Linked DNA regions of Mus musculus: regions 1 and 3 are each linked to region 2. Evidence: chromatin contacts called from public promoter capture Hi-C data. All regions are on one chromosome and are shown on one strand. The core of a region is the stretch at or near the end of the contact, and the rest is flanking DNA. Distances in the headings are between cores, read along the strand shown.

Region 1 (3,941 bases), core at 444-2,943, 2.4 Mb after region 2:
CATACTTGAACTGCTTCTTTCCAAGCTCATTCTCGTAATAAAACTCTTGGAGGAACTTCTTAACTTTTTCTACAAATATAAAATAAAAACCAAGTCTTTGCAGTGAGGTGTAAAGACCACTGCTGCCAAGGACTAGAGTTCAATCCCTAGGGCCCACCCACAGGTTGGAAGAGAACAGAGTCCTGCGGGTGTCCAGCACTATGATATGCCCGTGCGATCTCACACACACAATAATGTAACAAAATAATGTAAAAATAAATAAAATAAACAATCAACTTTCCTTTTAGATTCTTTATTTCAAACTCTTAACAGAAACCTAAGAAACCCACTTTCACTTAAGACGAAACCTATGAACTAGTTAGTTAAATGAACATTGAAAACAAATCGACCAAGTTCTCCCCAAAGTAGGCAGTGTTCCTTTTCACAAGTCCGTTTTTACACAGAGAAGAATATAGGTCTTCGGGCAGCTACAAGAGTCTTACCCAACCTTCCCAAGAGAATTCCACACTCTGTCTTAATTAGGAATCTCAGTTTCTTCAATTCTCTCAGCTCGCTCCCAATCGACTTAAGGTCCTCGGCTCTCGCTCTACCAGTACAACTCTTTTTCTTAGGCTCCCGCCAGGACGTCCGCCACTAGGCCTCCTCTGCACTCATGCCCGGCTCCCGCCACTGCTTCCGCTCTTAGTAAACAAAGAAGCACATGGGCCCAGATTCCAGCCGCCTCACAGCCCAGGATTCCTCCGCCCGAGACGGGTGGCCGAGCGGGGATTGGCCAGAACGCCAAAGGGCCATTCGGGTCCACCACACTGCCACCTTTCGCCACCGGGCGCTTAGCCTCCCAATTCTAGGCACGCCCCTACCTACTGCAGCTATCTCCGAGGCCACCGCGCGGAAGGACACTGTTTACACACGACAGTCCCAAGATCGGGTAGCGCCACTTCCGCCCGCCTCTACTTCCGCTTGGAGGGCGGCCGAAAACAACCAATCGCGGCGCGTAGCGGTCTGGCAAGCCCCGCCTCTGGACTTCGGCCAGTCTCCAGTGGACGCGGGAATTCGCTAGCGCCCCGAGCAGCAGAGGCTGGCCCAGTAACCTAGTCCCTTGGGTCACGTATTGAATGCATTGAACCAAGTCACCCGGTCTCTACCGAGCGCGCCCCTCCTTTGTGGACTCCACTGGGTTCTCTCCATAACACAAACACATCACCTTTTCCAAGGAGGATTGCTTCCTCCATCCTTGACGCCCACTGCTTATTGCAGGCGCAGTTCGCCTGTCCTCGGAGTCACAGATCCCGGCTCACTCCCCCTCCCCCGCCCGACCCCAAGACTCCAGCACCCCTCAACAGGTGCAGGTAGAAGTTTCCCTCCGAGGACGCCGCCCCCAGCCCTATAGATCTTCACCTTTTTCGATCGCGTAGTCCTTAAGCGCCATCGCTGCCGGGGACGGTGTGGCAGGACTTGAAGGGCTCAAAAATCTCTCTCTGGGGAAGCAGAAAACGAACGCGCGGCGGGACGTAGCCGGCCAACCGAAATTGGCGCGAAACGTCGTCACCCATGTGACCCGTGCGGCTGAGAACCCGCCAATCAGATAGGGGGTTCCCAACTGCTGCCAGCCCCTAACTTTAACCAATCAATGGACGAGTCTAGATTGAATGACAAGGGGCTTGAGGGCGGGCCGTTGAAAGATTGCCAGATCCTGGCGGGTTGGACACCCTGTTTCCCGCGGTTCGAAATTAATGCTCGCGAGTGTGTGTGTGGGAGGAGTGTTTCTTAAAGCGCCAGCCTCCGTGCGGCCTTTTGTTCCGCGTCCACAAGGCGGGGTGGGTTCAACTTTCACCGTGTTCTCGTCTATCCTCCAGAACCGCCATGATTTCCCAGTTCTTCATTCTGTCTTCCAAGGGGGATCCGCTCATCTATAAAGACTGTATCCTTTGACCCGGGAGACGGGGTAGGGTAGCTGGGTAGAAATCGAATCCAGATCAGTCTGTGTCGCCTGTTCCTTAACTATCTTTCCACCTGGCTAGTCCGCGGGGACAGTGGTGGTCGTGATGTGGCAGAGCTCTTCTACCGGAAGCTGACGGGACTGCCTGGAGGCGAGTCCCCGGTTGTCATGGTAACTACTGTGGTTGGTGTGCAGGGCCTTAGAACTGTGGAGGTGGGTGAGTGCCTCCTCCCTGTCAAGGGCAGCTTGGTAGGAAGCTTGGGGGCGGGGGTGTGTGTGTGGGGAGGATTTGTTTATAAATGTTTTGAGTACTAACAAGAAGCCAGTTACAGAGCCATGCACCCTATTTTTTGACTATCAACAACTTTGAGAGGTAGATACTACCTTTCCACGTTAGGCGGCCAGGTCTTAGATCTGGGGCATCGCCCATCACTAGTAGACCTCAGGGTGCCATCTTGCAGGTTTCCTTACTACAATTCTGGTCTTTTCTTAATGGCCTCTGTCCTCAACTCTGCCTCAGTATCACGGTGATCGTCATTTTATTCACATCAGACACAGTGGGCTCTATTTGGTGGCCACAACCTTAGAAAACGTCTCTCCTTTCAGCCTTCTGGAGCTGCTTTCCCGGTGAGTAGAGTTGGGACAGGCACTTAAGAAGGAGGGCGTGTGAGGTTTATTCACACATAATTTGCTGTGTTTCCTTAGGCTAGCCACTCTCTTGGGTGACTACTGTGGCTCACTCAATGAGGGAACCATCTCACGCAATGTGGCGCTTGTCTACGAACTCCTGGATGAAGTGCTGGTAAAGCCCAAAAACTTTGGTCTTTTTAAGTTTATTTATTCACGTGTGTGTGTGTGTGTGTGTGTGTATTTGCCCACATCACTGCACATGTGTGGAGATCAGGTATCTTCTACTTGTTGTAGAATCTGCTAAATCCAATATAGATCCACCATAACTCAAGCACTAGGTCAATGCAGATGACAAAAAGGTATTGTAATCAAGCCAGTACTGATCAGTCAGGGCTGTAGAACAGACTCCTGAACTTGCCTAGCAGTTAAAGGCTGACACCACAAAGTGGAGGGGAGTGGGGTGAGCTGTAGCACTGTCCAATCATATTTTGACATAAGGGGTTGAGCAAGGGAACTTTGACCAATCAGATTAGGAGTAGTTTTCTGGGCTTGAGAACACGAGCTTAGTTGATCTTGCCAGCAAGATGGAGAAGTTGTCCTTGAGGTGTCTGAACTCAAACAGCTGTTCTCTTACCAGCTGTCCCTAAGATGGCGGGACTCAGACAACTGTACAAGTTGTTCCTAAGATGTCTGGACTCAGCTGGGCAGTGGTGGCACACGCTTTTAATCCCAGCACTCGGGAGGCAGAGGCAGGTGGATTTCTGAGTTTGAGGCCAGCCTGGTCTACAAAGTGAGTTCCAGGACAGCCAGGGCTACACGGAGAAACCCTTGTCTTGGGGAAAAAAAAAAAAAGATGTCTGGACTCAGGCAACTATTTACAACAGAAGCCGTTCAGCTATTGGGAAGTCCTCAGCTCCCCCAGAGCCTGGGATCTTGAATTTAGCTTCTCCTTATGATTAAATGGAGTCTAAAAATGAAATGATTTTATTTAAAATAAGTTTCTTTTGCGTGTTCCCAACCAACATACTGTCTAGGTCCCTGGGATTGAACTAAGGTTGGCTTGCTTGATAGCAAGCACCAGCAGAGCTATCTCACAGGATGTCTGTCTGTCTCCCTGGCTCCGTTTCTCCACCTGTGTGTCCTTCTCTTTCCTGTTGGACAATATCGGGTATTGGTCCTGACCTTCTACCTTGTTCAAGACAGAGTCCTTTGCTGGTCATGGTGGTGCGTGCCTTTAATATACCAGCATCCAGAGGCAGATGGATCAGTTTGATTTTTGAGGCATTCCCAGTCGACATAGTGAGTTGGAGGCCAGCCAGGGTTACATGAGACCTTGTCTCAAAATAAAAATAGAAGCCAGCCATAGTGGTGC
Region 2 (4,033 bases), core at 487-2,986:
TCTTCCTGTCTCCTCCTTTCCCTTGCCTCTCCATACTTGGCACTATTGAAGAATCAGCAGCATGGGCCCTGGAGATTGCACTCAGGCTTGGCAGCCCGCTTCTCTGCCCACTGAACCATTACCAGCTCAGACAAGAGGCACTTCCCTCCTCCAGGGCTCCCACTAAGACCCACCCAGTCTTCTGGCAGGTCTGTTTAAGTGGCTCATCCTCTGGAAGGTTCTTTTAACATGACCTCCGTTCCAAGCCCATTTCCCCAGGTTCGCATATCACTTCTCCAAATGTTGCTCAGATGCCCACTAGATTCTGCTCCCCAAAGGCCAGGCAAGAACCGGGGGAGGCATATCCGATTCCAGACGGGGCTGGTAGTACACTTTATCCATCCAGCAAAGAGGTAGAGGCCAGGGAAGAGAGTCGGCCAGCCATCGCCAGCTCTCGTGTGTGGCTATGCTCTTTGGTTCTCGTTTGTTACCACCAGCAGCCTTGCTTTCTCTGTCACTGTCCCCAACCAGACTGAGTCACTGAACTTGCTACCATCCTGCTTCAGCCTCCAGGTCCCTGGGAATACAGGCCTGCTCAAGGACAGCTAGGACACTGAACTTATACTTTATTGCTGGAGAACTTCACATTCATGCCAAGTGTTTTTGAACAAATCCAACCAGTTCCCTCCCTTCCAGTTCCTTCTCTAACCCCCTCCCCAACTTTTTGTTTGCATGGTTGTTATTTTGTTTTTTGGTTTTTTTTTTAACAGAGTTTCATGTTGGCCTCAAACTCACATCAATCCTTCTGCTGCAGCCTCCGGAATATTTTTTATGTGTGTAGCATGCGTTCGAATGTATGTAGGTGCATATATGTGCACGTCTGTATGTGTATGGGTCCTTACTTTTACATTTTTATCATTTTAAATGTTTATTTCTGTGTCTCCGTGGGTACCTGCACACGAATGCCTGCGGCAATGGCTATGCCTGAAGCTAGAGTTTCAGGGGGTTGTGGGCCACCTGCTAGCGTCTCAGGATCGAAGCTCTGCAAGAGCAGCAAGTGCTCTTAACCAGAGTCATCCCTCCAGCTCTGATCCTGAACTTTAGAATAGTTATTATTTTTTTAATCGTGTGTTGTGCGGATTTTAGTAAGAAAGGAAGGAAAAGAAGGGGGGAGCAGGAAAAGCAAGAAGAAGAGTTGCAGAACCGTGCTCCCTGCACTGCTGGAGAGTTTGAGGGGTAGAGACAAGCCCAAAGCCTGAGGCACGGTCACCAAACGTTTCTTCCTCCGTCCCAGACCTAGGATCGCGGTCCTGCACATCGCCTGGTGCCATGACAACGCGAGTACTCGCTCCTCCGAGCGGGTTGTGTGAGAAGCCTGGAACCTCAACAAGGCTCTGTGTAACTTGTCGGAAGGGCGGCTCTGGAGGAAACAGGTGGGGAGATGCTGCCCACCCCGCCCCGGGACGCCCCGGGACCCCAGCCGGCCTCTTCCAGGGGGCAGGAAAGTTGGGCCTGGCTGAGGTCAGGAGCTCCGGGGCCGCCTGACCTGCTGCGCGACTTCTGTCAGGCTCCCCGGCAGGACGTCCGACCGGAGCCCCACCTGGGATAACGGGTACTTCTAACCTAGAGCCTGTCCTCCGGGCGAGCGCTCCAAGAGTCCTTCTAGTACCGGGTTGCTAGGGGCGGTCCCAAGATTCCGCCTAATCCTGGTGACCGTCTGTCCTAGCGCTAGGTCCCGGAAGTGGGCAAAGCTAACGGTGGGGAGGGGCGGGGCAAGGGGCGGGGTAGGAGGCGGGGGAAGGAACGGCCTGATAAAGTGAAGCCGGGCCTCTCTCGCGAGATCTCGGAAGTGGCCGGAGCCCAGAGATGACTTCTTTGGAGCCGGAGAGAATCGTGACGTCAGGCCTCGCTCGCCGGGTCTAGGGCGTGCTAGACAAGGAACCACACGGCCGAGCCTGTCTCGCGAGATTTGGCTCAAGCTTCTTGCGCTTCTCTCGCGAGATCAGGTGGCTCTGGACCGGGCGGCCACTGCGCAGAGTGGAGGTCGTTGGAGTCACTCGTCTTCTTGTAGCTCCTGCCAGTAGCTCCGTGTCCCGCCCGCCCTAGCCATGCTGTCCGCTCTCGCCCGTCCTGCCGGCGCCGCTCTCCGCCGCAGCTTCAGCACTTCGGCCCAGGTACAAGGGGCTGCCTGCCTAGGAAGGAACTCCGGGGGCGGCACACGCGTCCCCGGAGCTCGGCGTTTCTTAACCATCCAAGGCTCACTCTGGACGTCTGGGCCGCCCGGCTCACATCCCGACCAACATGGAAGGGGGACAGAGTCAGTCCAGGTTTCCTCCATAGTCTGCGCTCCACGTAGGTGCAGAAGCCGAGGCTCGCGGTCCGGATGCGAGTTGCATTATATGCAACTTTGCATTGCTTCGACTTAACTGATTTTCTCCTTGAAGCCTCCATGGATGTGAGGCACCAGGAGAGAAATAACGCGGACGTTAACTTCGTAGTGCCGGGGGCTCCGAGGGTGGAGAACGGATCAGGGTCACAGTAGTTTGGGAGATTCGATTGAAATTAGCACAGTCAGTGGCCTTCCCGCCCAGGGATTGCTTGCTTTATGTCCGTTTATGTGGACCAGGCTGGCCTCGAACTCACGGAGTCCAGTCTCTGCCTCAGTACCGGCATTAAAGATGTGCATCAAGCATCGTTTTTCAGAGTGTGTGTGGTGTCATGTGCACATGATTGTACAGAGGCCAGAGAAGGACATCGGTGTCTTGGCCATCACACACTAGACCAGCGAGCGGTTCTCAACCTTGGGATCGAATGACCCTTTCACAGGGGTCCCGTAGCAAATGTTTACATTACGACTCATAACCGTAACAGAATTTCAGTTACGAAGTAGCAATTTTATTTTTAAAAGTAATTTTATGGTTGAAGGGTTCACCTCAACATGAGGAACTGTATTAAAGGGTTGCAGCATTAGGAAGCTTAAGAACCCCTGTTGTAGACTTTATTTATTTATTTATTTATTTATTTATGAGAGTGAGAAGGCCTTTGATGAACCTGCCAGGCAGGGGAACCGGGCTTTGAACTCAGGTCCTTATGCACTTACCCACTGAACCATCTCCTCCACTGGATCTCTTTTGAATTATTCTTGGAGGATCATCCTTGCTTTGGGTAGACTTGGCCTAGGACAGTTACAGCTAAGCTATTTATAGTCAATCTTCTCCTGGGCCAGGGCCTCTTTAACTAGTGCATGTCGGAATCAGTAAAGGAGACCCAGGATCGTGTCAAGAGGGCAGGGTCAGTATTTTTTACAAATCTCTAGCAAAATTGATACAACCAAGGCTTGAGAAACAATTACCATGCTCCGGAGGAGAACTGATCATTCCAGGGAAGTCTACATTTCTTACCATCTAGGTCAGGTCTTCCTGTTTCCCATTCAGTCCATTCATTGAAAAATAAAGATGCAAGGGGCTGGAGAGGTGCTCACAGTTAAAAGTGCTTGCTGATTTTGCAGAGACTAGAGTTTGGTTCCCAGGACCCAAGGCAGGTGACTCCAACCACCAGAGGGTCTGAAGCCTTCTTCTGCCCTCCGTGGGTACCTGCACATAAACACACACACCAAAAAATAATCCAGCTAACATATTACACCCTGGGTGTGGTGATGCATGCTTGTAACCCCAGCCACTCAGGAGTTCCAGACAGGAAGATTAAAAGTTTGAAACCCGCCCCGGTGACTTAGGAGGACTCTGAAAAGAAACTAGCACTAGGGTATACATAGTTCAGTGGTAAACACATGTGAGGCATGCACAAAGCTCTGGGTGCTCAGATACAAAGATGAATGGGAAGTCTGGGGTGGGTCACAGACGAGTTAACCTGAACAGTAGAGTAGGGTTAGCTCAGCAGAGATGGTGAATAATAGTGTGGTTAAGTGCCGTGTGGGGGTGGGGGGGGGTGTGTGTGGAGGATGGAACTCGGGCCATACTCATGCTAAGCGAATATTGTGCCACTGAGGAAGGAAGTTGAGATCTTTTTAGTTGGGGGAAGGGCCGTGTGGGTCTGT
Region 3 (3,899 bases), core at 107-2,606, 2.0 Mb after region 2:
GAGAGTTTAAATACAGCCCCCCTCCCTAATTACCTCACCCTCCCCCAGCCCGAGACGCCCACCGCCCCACACGGACACCCGACTTCCCTTCGCTGCTAAGTCCAAGCCCTACTGATATCCTTTGTCTCTGCCGTGCGATCCCACCCACCGTAGGCGGGGAACGGGAGCTGGTGTGAAAAGGTCTCCTTGACACCCGACCCTTGTTCCTGAGGAATGAGGCTCCGCCGTCTCCGCCCGGCTCTAAACCCAACAACCTCCCTGCCCCGCCTCCTTCCTCCCCCATCCCCGCCCCTCCTGGAGAGCGCCTGCGCACAGTCCTTTTGGACTTGCGCGGGTTGAAGGGGCAACACGTGCTGGAGATGATGTTCCGCCCCCTCCGCTCTAGGGGCGGGGAGTGTGACGTCGTTTCCTTAGGTTCATTACACGCAGCGTGCGTCAGCACGTTTCCAAGGGGCGTGCATTCCCAGCGAAAGAGGCGGGCTCATGAATTATTCATGAGCGATCGCTGGTCTTTTCCCCACCCCTTCCCCCCGCCCCCAGCCTATCTCATTAGAATTAGGACTTAGGAGAACCTGAGGAGAGGATGATAAAGTAGGCTAAGGAATCGAGACCATTGTCTCAAGAACTGTTATCAATAAAATGCAATATATTATTTAATATATTTTCTGAATTGAAAACAAACAAGTACTAAAACATCGAGATTGTCCAAACTCCTCTTCCCCTGAAATGGCCCAGTTGTTCAAGCGGCCCTCCTCCTTCCACCAGGGACAAACATCTAGAGAACTACGCCTTCCTCTCCTCCCTACACCTACGTCAGGCCTCGGACGCCGCTGCCATAGTGCAGCGCCTGCGTATCGGTCCCTCAGCGCCACCCGCTAGCGTTGCGGATTTTACAGCATTATCCCTGCAGCTAGACACACCGCGAATGTGGGCGGGAAAGGGTATCGACCTGTTTGGGCTCCTGTTTCGGCCAATGGGAAGCACTGATTCTATGCAGAATCCTCAGACTGATGGCTGGCGGAGTTTCCCAGTCCACAGACTATTTGTCAGGAAAGAGCACTGTAGAGGCAAGGGGGGAGCTCAAGATGGTTTCAAAATTTAAGAGGGTGACGACAACTAAAAGGTAGGGAGTGATAGCACGAAAACAGGAAAGAGAAAGCGATTTGAGGCAGAGATAAGAATGAAGTGCCTAGGGCGCTTCGCAGGATATTATGGGGGGGGGGGCGCGGAACTAAAGATGTCAGCGAGGATTATGGAACTTGTAGTTTCACTAGGCTTTCGTTCTTAAGATGGCGGGCTACTCCGGCTGCGCAGACGCAGAAGCAACTTCCAACTGCGCACGCGCAGCACCTGAGCGCACGCCGCTTGGGGGCGGAATTTGTCCGTGTCCTCGCGCCTTCTCCTGGTGGCGGGAAAAGTTGCTCGAGGTGGAAGGGATGTGCGGAATGGCTGCGACAGCGTTAGCTGCGCTTCACCTTTAGGTCCTCGTCGCCCCAGAAGGTAGTTGTCTTTTATGCGACTGCAGAGGAAAGTGTTAGTTGTGGTGACTCTCGGTACCTGTTGGCTGAGGAGAAATTTTCTCTTCGGAGCCACAGCGGACCTTAGCCCCTGCTCTTCAGAATCGCTAATCTTCAGAACAACAACAACAAAAAATAACCCAGTATTGCGGAGGGAAATGAGGCGTTGTGGGACAGCGAGGCTGAGCGGGAGCAAAGGGGAAGAGGCTTCCATGGTGGCGTTCTTGGTCCGGGAGAGTAGCGAAGCGTTACTTGACGCTCTGAGGGGAGGCGAGGGTTGTTTGCCTGGGTGAGATCTCTGCTTTTAATGGCCGTCGCGGAGAGAATTGGTAAAGAGAGAGGAAAAGTAGAAGACCACTCAAAGGCCTCCCCTCCGCTGTGGGGTTCAGTATACATGGCCCCGCATCTTGCTATCTGTAAGCAGAAAGGACGCGCGCCCGCCCTGCGAAGGCCTAGGGCACAAGGTCCTCGAAGCAAGAGCATCCCCGAGGGCAGCCTGAGGTCGGGACACGGGGGTTGGGGGGAGCGGGAGCGATCCAGAGATTGCGGTCAAGGATAGAAATGACTTTTTTTTTTTTTTTTTCCGAGACAGGGTTTCTCTGTGTAGCCCTGGCTGTCCTGGAACTCACTTTGTAGACCAGGCTGGCCTCGAACTCAGAAATCTGCCTCCCGAGTGCGTGCGCCACCACGCCCGGCTTAGAAATGACATTTAATGTCACGAAAGAAACTGTTTTGCTCACAGGTGACCACACATCTTCGGGGTTTCTTCCACCACCTCCCCCAACCCCCACCCCACCGCGCCCCGAGCCAATACACTTTACTGTGAATTTTATTTGTAATGTTCTGTGGGAAGTCTCGTTTGGGTAGTTCCTTCTGAGAGTAAATCTGGTGAGGGTAGGTAGAACATCTTTCTTTCTTTGATTCTTTCTTTATTTCTTTCCTTGTTTTCCTTGTTAAACGTTTAAAAGGTCTGCAGAACACAGATGCGTGCTCACAAAGTGAACTTAAAAACAGGTAAAACATGAGAATAGGCAGGAGTTCATAGGCTATTAGGCAATGTCAAAAAGCCATCAATTCCGTATTAAAGGGAATGAAATTTTCATTTATTCTATCATTATCATCATCATCATCATTTTTTTATGTGTGAATGCTCAGTCTGCATGTACACCTGCAGGCCAGAAGAGAGCATCAGATCCCTTTATAGATAGTTGTGAGCCATCATGTGGTTACAGGCACCCCTGGAAGCCAGTGCTCTTAATTCTTGAACCATCTCACCAGCTCCTCAGTCAGTCCCCCTCCCCTCTGCCTACACAGTGCTGCCATGCACCACCACTGCCAGGGCCCAGGACAGGAAATTTTTAAGTGAATTTATATTTTTTAAAAGTTTTATCACCCTTATTTATTTGTTGTTTGTTGGATGTGTGTGTTTGTGCACATGCTGTAGAGCATGGGGAGGCCAGAGGTCATCCTGTCCATGTTGTGTCATCCTGTCTGTCCATCCCTGCCAATCAAGTGGGATCTGAGATCAGTTTCAGATCATTAGGCTTGGGGGCAAGCACCCCTACCCACTGAATTATCTGTAAGCATTTATTCATTTATTCATTTGTTTGTTTGTTTGCCTGTCTGTCTATCTATCTATTTAGCCACCTATCTATTGCTTATTTGTTTATTTTCTGAGACAGAGTCTTGTCTGTATCCCTGGCTGTTTTCAAGGTCACGTTGTAGCCCAGACTGAACTCAAAGTTGAAGCAACAAACTTCCTTCAGTCTCTTAAGTGCTGTGAGTATAGCCGTGAACCCCTGGTTGTGTTAAACTATATTCTGAAATATAGGAGGCTTTGTGTGTGTCTATATTTGCTTTTGTTTTTGTTTTGGAGGGACTGCAGGGTTTTTCTGTAGTTCTCAAACTAGAACATTCCCACGATTGAAATTTAGACATGGCTCACTATCCTAGCTTAAAAGTGATTGAAAAGTTTTGTTTGCTTGTTTTTGTTTTTGCTTTTATTTATTTATTTATTTTGGTTTTTTGAGACAGGGTTTCTCTGTGTAGCCTGGCTGTCCTGGAACTCACTCAGTAGATCAGGCTGGCCTTGAATTCAGAAATCTGCCTGCCTCTGCCTCCCAAGTGCTGGGATTAAAGGCATGCGCCACCACTGCCCAGCTTTTTTTTTTTTTTTCTTTTTTTAAAGACTTATTTATTATTATATCTAAGTACACTGTAGTTGTCTTCAGATGCACTAGAAGAGGGCATCAGATCTCATTACAGATGGTTGTGAGCCACCATGTGGTTGCTGGGATTTGAACTCAGGACCTTCACAAGAGCAGTCAGTGCTCTCTCCAGCCCTTGTTGTGTTTTTTTTTTTTTTTTAAATGGTAGGGTCTT

What was found. Promoter capture Hi-C pulls out the DNA fragments that hold promoters and counts their contacts.
Region 1: a promoter capture Hi-C map of pre-B cells shows a contact between it and region 2, with 4 times the contacts expected there. The contact joins the promoter of Ap4m1 here to the promoter of Styxl1 in region 2. A contact is called at or near these places in 2 of 39 promoter capture datasets (liver and pre-B cells) and 1 of 9 other capture datasets (liver).
Region 3: a contact with region 2 is called in a promoter capture Hi-C map of pre-B cells, with 2.8 times the contacts expected there. The contact joins the promoter of Zcwpw1 here to the promoter of Styxl1 in region 2. A contact is called at or near these places in 3 of 39 promoter capture datasets (cranial neural crest, liver and pre-B cells) and 1 of 9 other capture datasets (liver).

What each region holds. Positions count from the first base shown.
Region 1 is chr5:138,170,328-138,174,268 of GRCm38.p6, forward strand. Ap4m1 (adaptor-related protein complex AP-4, mu 1) reads left to right here and starts at 1,694. Exons shown (of 15, transcript NM_021392.4): 1 at 1,694-1,921; 2 at 2,022-2,110; 3 at 2,460-2,566; 4 at 2,645-2,741. The coding sequence starts at 1,864. It overlaps Mcm7 (minichromosome maintenance complex component 7), which reads right to left and starts at 1,556. Exons shown (of 15, transcript NM_008568.3): 1 at 1,399-1,556; 2 at 1-69. The coding sequence starts at 1,429.
Region 2 is chr5:135,776,649-135,780,681 of GRCm38.p6, forward strand. It overlaps Styxl1 (serine/threonine/tyrosine interacting-like 1), which reads right to left and starts at 1,737. Exons shown (of 9, transcript NM_029659.4): 1 at 1,603-1,737. Mdh2 (malate dehydrogenase 2, NAD (mitochondrial)) reads left to right here and starts at 2,001. Exons shown (of 9, transcript NM_008617.2): 1 at 2,001-2,153. The coding sequence starts at 2,088. Gm30205 (a long non-coding RNA gene) reads left to right here. Exons shown (of 5, transcript XR_003955810.1): 5 at 1,274-1,336.
Region 3 is chr5:137,786,446-137,790,344 of GRCm38.p6, forward strand. It overlaps Zcwpw1 (zinc finger, CW type with PWWP domain 1), which reads left to right and starts at 1,357. Exons shown (of 17, transcript NM_001005426.2): 1 at 1,357-1,500. Mepce (methylphosphate capping enzyme) reads right to left here and starts at 256. Exons shown (of 4, transcript NM_144913.3): 1 at 1-256.